Regions from separate parts of the Mus musculus genome. Here region 1 is linked to region 2. Evidence: chromatin contacts called from public Hi-C data. All regions are on one chromosome and are shown on one strand. The core of a region is the stretch at or near the end of the contact, and the rest is flanking DNA. Distances in the headings are between cores, read along the strand shown.

Region 1 (5,454 bases), core at 1,097-3,596, 460 kb after region 2:
AAAAGACCACTGCTAGGTAGTGGTGATACATGCCTTTAATTTAAGCACTAGGGAGGCAGAAGAAAGCAGATTTCTGATTTTAAGGACAACCTCTTCTGCAGAGTTAGTTCTTAGACATCCAGGGCTAAGCAGAGAAATCTTGCCTCAGAGAGACAGAGAGAGAGAGAGACAGAGACAGAGAGAGACAGAGACAGAGAGAAACAGAGAGAAGAGACTACATCAACATAGTTTTTTAAACTATGATGTGTCACTGTTATATTTATTTTACTATTAGTTACTGTTTTTAATCTTTTAATGTGCTTAGTATATTCATTAAATTTCTCATAGTTACATATGTGGAGGAAAGCAATTATTGTTACACATGGCTTCTGGTATCCACAAGGGCCTTAAAATGCATCTCTAGTAAGGGGAATAGTTTGCAGGCAATCCCCCAGAAGCTGATCTTCTTTGGAATCAGATCTTCGAAAATGAAATCAAGATAGAGTGAATTCATACTGAACTGAAGAAGACCTTACATGAAATAACTGATGTGTTAGTGAAAAAAAAAAAAGAGGAAGATTCAGGGACACAAACACATAGAGATGGTAGCCTTATGAAGACAGAAACAGAAGTTGATTGCAATAGCTATAAGTCAGAAGAATTCATGAGCTCTAGCAACCCCCAGAGGCAGGACAATACAAAGGAGTCTTCCCCAGGGCCATCCCTGTCAATAGTAGCTTCTGAACCCAAATGAATATATTTTTGAGCCTCTGAAAGAGGTCTGGGCCATCTTTGTGAGCACAGGAGACTTTATATGGGGCTATCACATTGTTGCTCTGTTTTGCTTCTAAGTTATTAGACTCCTGGTGTCATATGATTAAGGTGACTGGGTTTAGAATCAGCTCGGAGACTGAGGCACACCAAGAAGGGAAGAGTAACTGAGAATGAAAGACCCACCTTGAATGTAGAAGGCAACATCTTTTGGGTCAGGCCTCTAGACAAAATAAAGAAGAAGGAGAGAGGTGGTATAGTTCATGCATTGTGCTTCTGTGCATCTTGACCCTCAATGATGTGGGTCCTCCTCCACCACACCAGACTGAATCCTCTTAAACCCTGAGACAAAATAAATAATTCCTCCTGTAGGTTGCCATTGTTGTATATTTGAAAACAGTTACAATAAAAACCTAATCAATATGTCATGATTCTTCATGAAATTAAAAGACTCAGATGTGGTACTTGCATTTAATCTCAGCACCCAGTATGCTGAGACAGAATGATCAACAGTATAGTGACAGCTTGGGCTATACATTAAATTTGGGGCTAATTTATGTTATGTGAAACTCTGCCTCCAAAAATATTTTAATGAAATAAAAGAAATATCATGAAGTCCTTCAGTTGAATTATAAAGTGAAATTCCAAAGGGAACCAGCAAATCAAGTTCCATGTTGTCATGGGGATTTTCTAAAGCAAGAGATAAACACTGCTTAACCAGGTGGGCTTTCAGGAATCAGTTACTGCATAGCCATAGTGTTGATATCTGTAAAATGGGAGTAATTATATCCTGGAAATGAACAAAGTCATGAATGTTTAGTGTCCGTAGAAAGGGAAAGTTAAATATGTGTGATGTGATAGATTCTTAAAGATGGCTTCTTAAAAGTGGGCATGCCTTTGGAATGATGCTTGCAGTAGAAGAGAATCTATTGCTATTGGGGGACAGAAGGGAGGGGGCTCCAGAATGCCTCAGTAGGTTCTAATTGACATTATGTGGGAAGAGGGGTACTAGATAGGATATGGGAAGGTTAATCCAGAGCATTTGATGACCGGCCTCTATTCCCAGTGTGTACTGGGTTTTGGCTAGGTGCCAAAAGGGGAGGATACCCCAGAAGGCAGGAGCTGGTTGGGTATGCTTGCTCTGCTGGGGAGTTAAGCTGTACCTTACTATATTTAGATCCTGCCTCTGTCAAGCAAGAAGTCTTCCTGACAGGGCTCCAGTTTTTCATCTCTGAAAGGCCACTCATCCATGGAGCTTGGGGTTGGAGGGGAGAAGGGAGGGGGAGGAGGAGGAGGAGGGGATCTGGCTTCTCTCTGTACCTCTGAACAGATGGGATTAAACAGGGCCCTTCTACATCCCTAGCCAAGAGTCACAGTCCTTGGCAGTGATCCCAGGACACAGACAATGGGGACTGATGGCAGCTCCTTAGATATGGCTTGCCTGGGGCAGAAGGTTTCTTCTCAGGCTGAAAAAACTTTCTTCAGACTCAGAAAAGGGATTTGGAAGAGGGAAGTGGGTGGGGCATAGGAGGCAACCCCTGATAGTTTAGTTTAGAGAGAGAAAAAACAAACAAACTAGGACACAGCTTGTAGGAGCCCAGGCCAGTAGTCCTCCCATCTGACCTTTCTTAAGTCTCTGCCAGAACCATTGGCCAAGAAGGCAGGCAGAGCAGGCCAAGAATATAGTTGACTTAGGGCTAAAAGGAGGCCAGCATGGAAAATGAGTAGGAGGGGTGAGTGGAGGGAGTTGGGCTGTGGGTGGTACAAGTGGATGAAATCTGGCTTTCTGTGCTCGTGGGAAGCAGAGTCGGGGGGGAGGGGGCGGGGGTCATGAGCAGCAGTGATTGCTGTCTCCATCCACCGAACTGAAAAATGAACCTCGGAGGAAGTGCCTCTGCCCATGTGTCTCAGAGATAGAAGGGAGCAATCTGACTCCATGGAGGCTTTCAAAAGCACCCAACCCAAACTCCTGCAATTTGAAAGATAAATTTCAAAACCACCCTCAGAGGATCACAAAATGGACAATTCCTCCATTCATCTTCTGTTGACTCCATATTGCAATCTAAGCCCTGTTCATTCCCTGTAAGTCCTCAACTCCCTCCTTTCCTAAGTAGATGACTTACCTTGTCCTTCATTTAAAATTACATCCATCTGGCACAATTCCCCGTGACTACCTTCATCTCTATTTGAGAATGTGCTCAGCATAGTCCTGACAGATTGTAAACCCCTTCGGGGCAGGCGTCCTGTTGAATTCTCTGTGGGTGTGTCTCTAGGAGGAGTAGAAGGGAGGAGGGCAGGGGATGGAGTAAATGGAGACAGAGCTGTAAGCATGCAGAGAAGTGCGGCCTCATAACAAGAATGTACTTGGAGAAAACCAGAGATAACATAAAGCCGAGTTGGGGGCCGAGCTCAGTGATGTACGCATGTCTGATGGACCTATGAAGGGCAAGGACACAGGCACATGACTGGATTTAATGATAAAATTGCTTAGGGTCATAAAGGCTGCTTGCCACCTGCAAAACAACTTCTGTATAAATGTATTAAGTCAGCAATCTCCCTATTCTCTATTTAAATGTATCTGCCAGCCTCCAGCCACATTAATTTTTTGGATTTTATTTATTTGTGTTTTAGTTAGTTAGGGGTGTGTGTGTGTGTGTGTGTGTGTGTGTGTGTGTGATGCATAGTACATGCACACATGCTGTGGCACAGGTGTGGAGGTCAGAACACCTTACTTCAGTTGACAATTGGTCCTAGGGATCTAACTTAGGTAGTTACACTCAGTGGAAGGCATCTTCATCTACTGTGCCATCTTGCCAACCCCACGTATATTTCAATAAATATCAAAAATCAAATATGGCTTTTATACTATTTAGTTTCCCTAATGGTTTTATAAGCCTGATACTGTTTTCTTTGATATATTTTTATGTATGTATGTGCTGGCATATGAGTATGTGGGAGTACTTGCTTATGTGTGAATCTGTACAGGCCAGAGGTTGATACCAGGTGTTATTTTCAATCCCTTTCCAACACACCCCCCTCCTTTTTTTGAGATAGTGACTGTTACTGAATCTGGAGCTCAATGTCTGGGCTGGCCTGCATGTCCAACAAGCCTCTGGAATGTGCCAGTCTCCACATACTCAGTTCTGAAGCTATAGGTGTGCACAGCTGTGTCCAGTTTTTACATAGGTGTAGGGGATTTGAACTTAGGTCTTCATAGTTGCACAGCAAGCATTTTATCAACTAAGACATCTCCCAAACCCCTTCTATTTTTGTATACAATCCCTTCACTGTTCCTAGTCTGCATGTTATCTTTATTTTTCTCTCATCTGTTTTGGTCAATACACATACACCTAACTCATCTTTAGAAAACAACTAAATGACTCTTCCTGGAAAAGTACCAACAAGTTCCAACAAGCATTCAGGGTAGAACTAGACTTCTGTTTTATGCTATGTTAAATAGTCACCCAATAAATGGCCCTAATATTATATTCATGTACTATGTTATCTTATTTCTCTATGCTAGATTCTCTCAAGTAGGATTGCTATGTTAAGTGGATGCATTTTTAAAGTTTTATTGCATACCCTCTGCGTAATTTCCAAAAGTGTTCCAGGTACATATATATTTTCATACAATAAATGAATTTTTTTTTTCTTCCTACACTTTTACCCTCAACTAGATAGACTGTCTTTAGTTTTTAATGCACTGAACAGGTGAAATGTTAGTGGCTGATATTTTGGTTTTATTTCCATACCGGACAGAAGACCAATCTTGGTTTACACTGGTACTGGTTAACAGGATGATCTCTTTGGTGTTTTCCTGTACAGTTTCTTCTCTCTTCTCATCTGCACTTTCCATCCTTTGCTGTGATGCTCCAGTTGGTACTATCAATTTAAAGTATTTTTTGTATGATACACATAACATATTATACATATTGCATTTAATTTTATGTTTAGTATGATAGTTCTTTAATGGTATAAATGCAGTCTGGTGGGACTTTAATGGCCCAGGCCTACAGAGGAAGAGTCAAGAACCCCAGATACCTCATATGAGGCATCAGAGTTGGATCTTAACCTTCTGCCAACCTGGTGCCATAAAGTTGGCTGCCCCACCATCAGCCCTTAATTTTTCCCCCGTGGCAGTTACCATACTTCATTTCTTGTGTGACCTTATAAACACCCCCCAACTCTACAGCCCCTCGAATATGCAAATGAGGCATTTTCCACCACCCTGGCCTGACCAATGATAAAGAGCCACACAAACCTTTTCCCAGAGACACTGCCTACCTCTCCAGGGATATGAATGTCCCTCTCTGCTAAATAAAGAATTCTCACCTGAGGAATACCGAATGGCTGAGAAGCACCTGAAAAAATGTTCAGTATCCTTAATCATAAGGGAAATGCAAATCAAAACAACCCTGAGATTCCACCTCACACCAGTCAGAATGGCTAAGATAAAAAATTCAGGTGACAGCAGATGCTGGCAGGGATGTGGAGAAAGAGGAACACTCTTCCATTGTTGGTGGGATTGCAAGCTTGTACAACCACTCTGGAAATCAATCTGGTCATTCCTCAGAAAATTGGACATAGTACTACTGGAAGATCCCGCAATACCTCTCCTGGGCATATATCCAGAAGATGTTCCAACTGGTAAGAAGGACACATGTTCTACTATGTTCATAGCAGCCTTATTTATAATAGCCAGAA
Region 2 (5,540 bases), core at 1,290-3,789:
CATCCTTGATCTTTCAGTGGGTACATGTAAGGGAGAAACAGCCCCAAATTCATAGTTCACTAAAGACTCTTACCAGTGTACAGAGACAAAAAGGAAGGAAAGTGGAGTGTTTGAGGAAAAGATAGAAAGGAAATAATATTTGGAGACGAATCTATGTCGTAGAGTAATTTCTTTGACATCATGGTTTTTATTAATCCTCTTTATAGCACAATTTATTTTCCTAGTGAGAAAGGCAAGGAATGTAGGGAAAAACAGCACTGTTTGTCTGAGAGCATCATGATCATAGAAGGTGGAGCCTGGGTGAAGACCCAGTTCGTTTGGCATGCACAACCCAGTGAGAAGCATTGCATCAGTGGGAAGCAGTTCCTGCAGGATTTCCCATAATGTGTGCTTATCTATTGCCACACCTATACCCAATGCCATGCTTTAGATCAACCAAGATGTCCACTCCTATGCTCTAGATGTCATTTGATCATCTTTTTCCCCTCAGACTAGAAACCACTTCTAGACTGTATCATTTAAACTGTACGCATCACTTAAAAGGGAGTTCTCTTTCAACACCTTCATTCCATTGGGTTTATAACACTTTGAATTGCTCTCTGCCTCAGAAGCTTCTGTAGAGTTTGGTAAAAATACTTTAAACCCTACCTATAATCTATTAAATAAGGATGATGAGATAGGGTTGAGAAGAATGATTTCAACGCAAAATTTCTCTTATCCACAAATTATTAACTTTTGTTCCTATAAATGGAGAATCATGGCAAGGTCTAAAAATCAGATAGATTCAAAGTGTAAGAATAAATGAGGGATTGAATGATCACCTAACTAGGATAGTCACAGTACACTCTCCAAGGCCAGGCTCAGAGAACATTACGAAGAGGCTCAGAAAGAATATATGAGTCAGGAGACCTGGAGAAGAACTGCAAAATACTACCCTTCGAGCCTAACACTGTCATTGCAAACATGGTCTCACAGCCACCACTGTGGCCCACACTGGGTCTGTATAGGACTGGGTCTATCAGCAGTTTTTCTTGAGTCAGTGAGAGAGTGGTTACACCCTACCTCTCCATGTTAGACTATTCAGTATCAATACATCCTAAGAGAGGGATATTCATTATCTCCAATCAGCATTGAAAGGTAAGCACATCAGACTCCAACTGATAGCTCCAAACTCGTGGACACACTTAGACTCTGGTTAAAGCCAGTGAGTAAGAATAGAAAGGAAAAGACGTGAATTGTGAAGTGGGCTTGTAAGAAGGAATGGGAGAAAAGGGTGGGATGAGAGTTAAGAGAATGTATTATATATGTATAAAATTGGGGAAAAAAATAAAGCAAAAAAACCTCAAAGTTGGGACTGAGGAGATCGCTCAGTGGGTTCCTTGTTTCACAAGCAAAAGAACTGTGTTTGGATTCCCAGAATCAACTTCTTAAAACTATAGTGCGATGCTGCAGCACACAAACCAGTTGGAGGTCTTCAGGTGCATTGAGAGTCTGTGATTCCTTAAGTAACATGGAGAGGGAGAGAGGAAGGTATTGGACATCAATATTTGGCATGTTCATGCACAGGCAGACATACTTCAGACACGCACACATGCTCACGTATGCACAAACATTCATCACATAAATATACCCCCATCCACAATTAAAAACACAATGTAAAGCTCAATACCTATTGGAATCTGGGCTTATGACTCTAGTCATATGTGAAATACATTCTTTCATTTTTTAAAAATAAACCAAATAAAGGCAGTAATATTATTTTTTTTACACATTACACATTAATTAGGACTCTACATAAAGCCAGAAACTTCATCTGGAGTCATGTCTTTATCAGTTAATCAGGAAGACAATGGATGCAGAGAACGGTAACCTGTCTCTGAACCATCACTTTTACTATTGCTCTGCACCAGGCACACCACGGTGGAGGTTCTCAAGGATGTCTGGTTGCCTCAAAAGCCAACCAACCCTGCTGCACTCTTTCCGATGAAGTTCAAGCTTCATGGAACAGCTTTAAAGCACAACCAAATTAACTTATGTAGATTTTCATTATGCACTTGCTATGTCAAGTATAACTCTAATTCAAATATATCACATCATAAAGCATTAGCTGAGGCTATACTTAGGAAAAACTGGTTTGTAGCTTAGTCACCCTTTAAGTAGTCTTTGTTAGGCTACAAATCCACTTGGGTCTCATCTGAGCATCCGGATATCTAAGAATGATATTGCAGTGCTTTTGATCCACTGTAAGACATATCAACTTTTATAGGCTAGCCTGGGAACTTTACCCCCTTGTGTATACAACATGCTTGTCTTTGTGAGAAAACGCCCCAAGTATGCCAAAAGCTCTCACAGATCAATTGCTGGCAATACAGTGTGCTCCTAGGTTGGGGTCCTAGCAGTTGTAGAACAAACTTACTAGAGATCTGGGAATCCACAGGGCTACATGAGCTGGACAAAAGGCGAGCCAGCTGAGAGCTATAAATAGCATGCCAAGTCACCCTAATAAGCTTCCTACCCACTGGGGCCTCTCCAACAGCTTTCGCTTTTGGAAACATGAAAGCAGCTGAAAGGATTGTTTTCCCGAGAGCTTTTTGGCTGCCCTGAGCATGTCAGGGGACTTTGCTGTTTCTAATTATCTCCCTTTATGTTCAGGCCGAGACTTGTTAATACAATAAAGTGGCGTTTCCAGGACACGCTCACAACGCTGAAACATTTCAAGGTGTTTTACAAGCAGAAGATCATGTTAAATCAAATCAAATAGCAATTAAAGATTAATACTGGTGTAAGAGAGCTGTTATCATGGTCCAGCAGGGGCCTCTGGGAGAGTTGAGGTTTCCTCCAAGCCGCTGTACTCTAGCTTCCACTCAGACTGCTTTGTGAGGATGGAATAGAGGGAAGAGTCTTGGCCTGAGTCTTGGGGCTCTAGAAAATCTATGTTGGAAAGCTATTAAAGGAAACTACAGATTATTTCTGATATTACAATTGGAGAAATTCCTAGAGGGAAAGGATGACCTTGTATCACCTCAATTAAAAACTAGAAGGTAATAAATAAAACAATTTAAAAAAAATAATGCACAGGATGAAAGGTATAAGGTACTTGGTGCTTTAACAAAAATATTCAGTTCCTGGTATCTAGCTGCTGTCTAATTTTCTTTGAACTTTATCTCTGCTATCTGCTTACCATGGAATGAAGTAAGTCCTTCAAAGATGTCTCTATGGAATACTGTGCATGATGAATGTATTTGGAAAGTGGGGTTTTGTGGATGAATGTAAGTTCACTATTAGAAGCTGAGATCATCCTGGATTTAGGATAAGCCCTAAATCGAATGTCTACATCCAAATATGAGACAGTATGGTAGAGAAGACTAAAGCACTGAACTTGGGGTCAAATACACCTGGGTAAAAGTTCTAATCCTCCAGTTGTATCCTAAGGGGTTAAATCTCTCTGAATTTCAGATCCTTTTCTTTCATATGTGATTTCAAAGGTTAGATTTGGGCCTGCAGAGATTGTTTGTAAGTGCACTTGTTGCTGTTCCAGAGAAGGTGATCATAGTTCCCAGCAGCACTATAGAGTGACCTATAATCACTTCTAACTCCAGTTACTAGGGCCATGATGCTCTCTGCTGACCTCAGCAGGCATCCACACATATATGGCAGATACATCAACAGTTACTCATACAAATCAATTAAACCAATAAAATAAATTTTACAAAAAGATTAAAGAAACCTTTATGTGTATTTGGCACAAGAACTCCATTTTACAACATCAGCATTCCTACTTAACAAATTAGGAGCTTGAGATGAAGGGAAGAGAAGTGTTGGGGTGGTGCTGGCAGCATCAGTGCTGAGCTTTGGATTTAGGGACTTCCAAGCAGGTGTTCACCAACACCTCGTTCTCTTTCGCAAGTCTCACTGCTGCACCAGCAGGGTCTCACCAAAACCGTTTACTGAATGAATGATAGGAAAATAATTCTACTCTTTTCAAGAATGAAGACACTTTAGAGTAGCACATACATTTGAATTTGTCTTTGTTCAGTTTGCAGGCTCTTCTGGAGACCTCTACATCCACATCTGATCCAGACTTCTCAAGTCTCAGCTGGTTTGAGGACCTGTGCATCTCAGGACGAGGAGTATGAAAACAAACATCTTCTGCCTAAACCATCATCTTTCAATTACAGATCACTCTGTCCATTTGGAAGTACTATCATTTAGATGCAAAGGTTTTTTGTTTGTTTGTTTGTTTGTTTGTTTGTTTTGTGGTTTTTTTTTCCTGCCTGGTGGTGGGTGGACCGGAAGTAAAATGCATTGGGAAAGAGGATATGGGAATTTCAGGATACATGGGAAGATTGAGACCTACTTAGAGGAAAGGAAAAGAATGGAAATATCAAATAGATCACACACTGTGCATCTAGTTCAAGTCCTTTCATTAAAGCATAATTCTAGAGGTTCTCACCTTATGGACCTAAGGCATTGAATGGTGGTTGGAATAAGGTGAAGGAGATTTGATGCAAATATTTAGTACTGATGAAAGTAAAGTACACACATCCATCAGTCACGCATTGGGAGGACATGCTCTTCTTTGCCATGTGGTAGATGCTGAAGATAGGAGATAAATCAAAGCCAATTGTGCATTGAAATAAGATGTTGTTACTAATGAGTCTCAACAGGGGAATCTGTGCTTTGGATTCAGTGTTCTGTAGTATTCTGTTGTTAGGTGTCCTAAATTTTAAAAGTTGGGGGATGTAATGTAAAGAAAGTTTTCAGGGAAAGGCATTGAATTAAACCTGGCATGGTAAAAGGAGTAAACAGGCAAAAGAGATGAAAGGAAACCAACCAACAAACAAAACACATCTATCATGAAGACCTTCAGGGAGAAAAGAGTGGAAGTCAATAACTGGAAGTAAAATAACTGCAAAAATTCACAGAAGACAAAAGGCTGAACCTGCAGCAATGCCAGCATGCAGTTAGATAACTGTGAAAATGTTCCCTTGTATCCACAAAGCCTGTACGAATGGAGTCCTTATTTGGGCCTTCAGCCTCCACAGGACCAACCTTGGCTGAAGTTTCCCTCTCTTCACTCAGCCCAACATTCTGCCTACACAGCCCTCTCCCACAGTGCTTTCAGATGGTTTTTGATTCACTCTGCCTTTAAGATCTCATCTGTTTCAGGAAGTGCCCCACACCATTCCCTCTTCCTTACACTCACTCCTTACTTACTTACTCACACCCAGCAGGAGAGGAAGACCCTTTTATATGTTACCAGGGCATGCACAGAACCCTCCATGTTATTTATCACAATGAGCTGTAAATCTCTGTGCTCCTGTCACCTTTCTTTCCCCAACAGAAAATAAATTTCCTGTGTATAAATTTCCCAGGGCCAGGAACTGGATTTGATATATCTTCTATCTCCAGCACCTACCACAGGACAACAAATAGAATATATGCTCCATGTGTGGCTCATGGATGCATGATGAATGAATGAATGAATGAATGCATGAACGAACAAAGAACTCCTTCCTTCAAAAGAGGAAAAACTTGGG

What was found. A called contact is a pair of places that touch in the nucleus more often than the background predicts.
Region 1: a contact with region 2 is called in a Hi-C map of uterus. The contact joins two enhancer-like sites. A contact is called at or near these places in 2 of 484 Hi-C or Micro-C datasets (both in uterus) and 1 of 115 datasets of contacts at active chromatin or transcription factors (astrocytes).

What each region holds. Positions count from the first base shown.
Region 1 is chr4:66,480,740-66,486,193 of GRCm38.p6, forward strand. No RefSeq gene overlaps it. Among named protein-coding and RNA genes, the nearest start is that of Gm25480, 61 kb to the right of the region's middle. Within about 2 kb of position 2,347, at least 51 of the 459 cell types and tissues checked have an H3K27ac peak or open chromatin away from gene starts, as enhancers often do. A contact at or near this core is called in uterus, where this site is marked.
Region 2 is chr4:66,023,027-66,028,566 of GRCm38.p6, forward strand. All of the region lies in intron 5 of Astn2 (astrotactin 2), which reads right to left. Among named protein-coding and RNA genes, the nearest start is that of Astn2, 380 kb to the right of the region's middle. Within about 2 kb of position 2,540, at least 88 of the 459 cell types and tissues checked have an H3K27ac peak or open chromatin away from gene starts, as enhancers often do. A contact at or near this core is called in uterus, where this site is marked.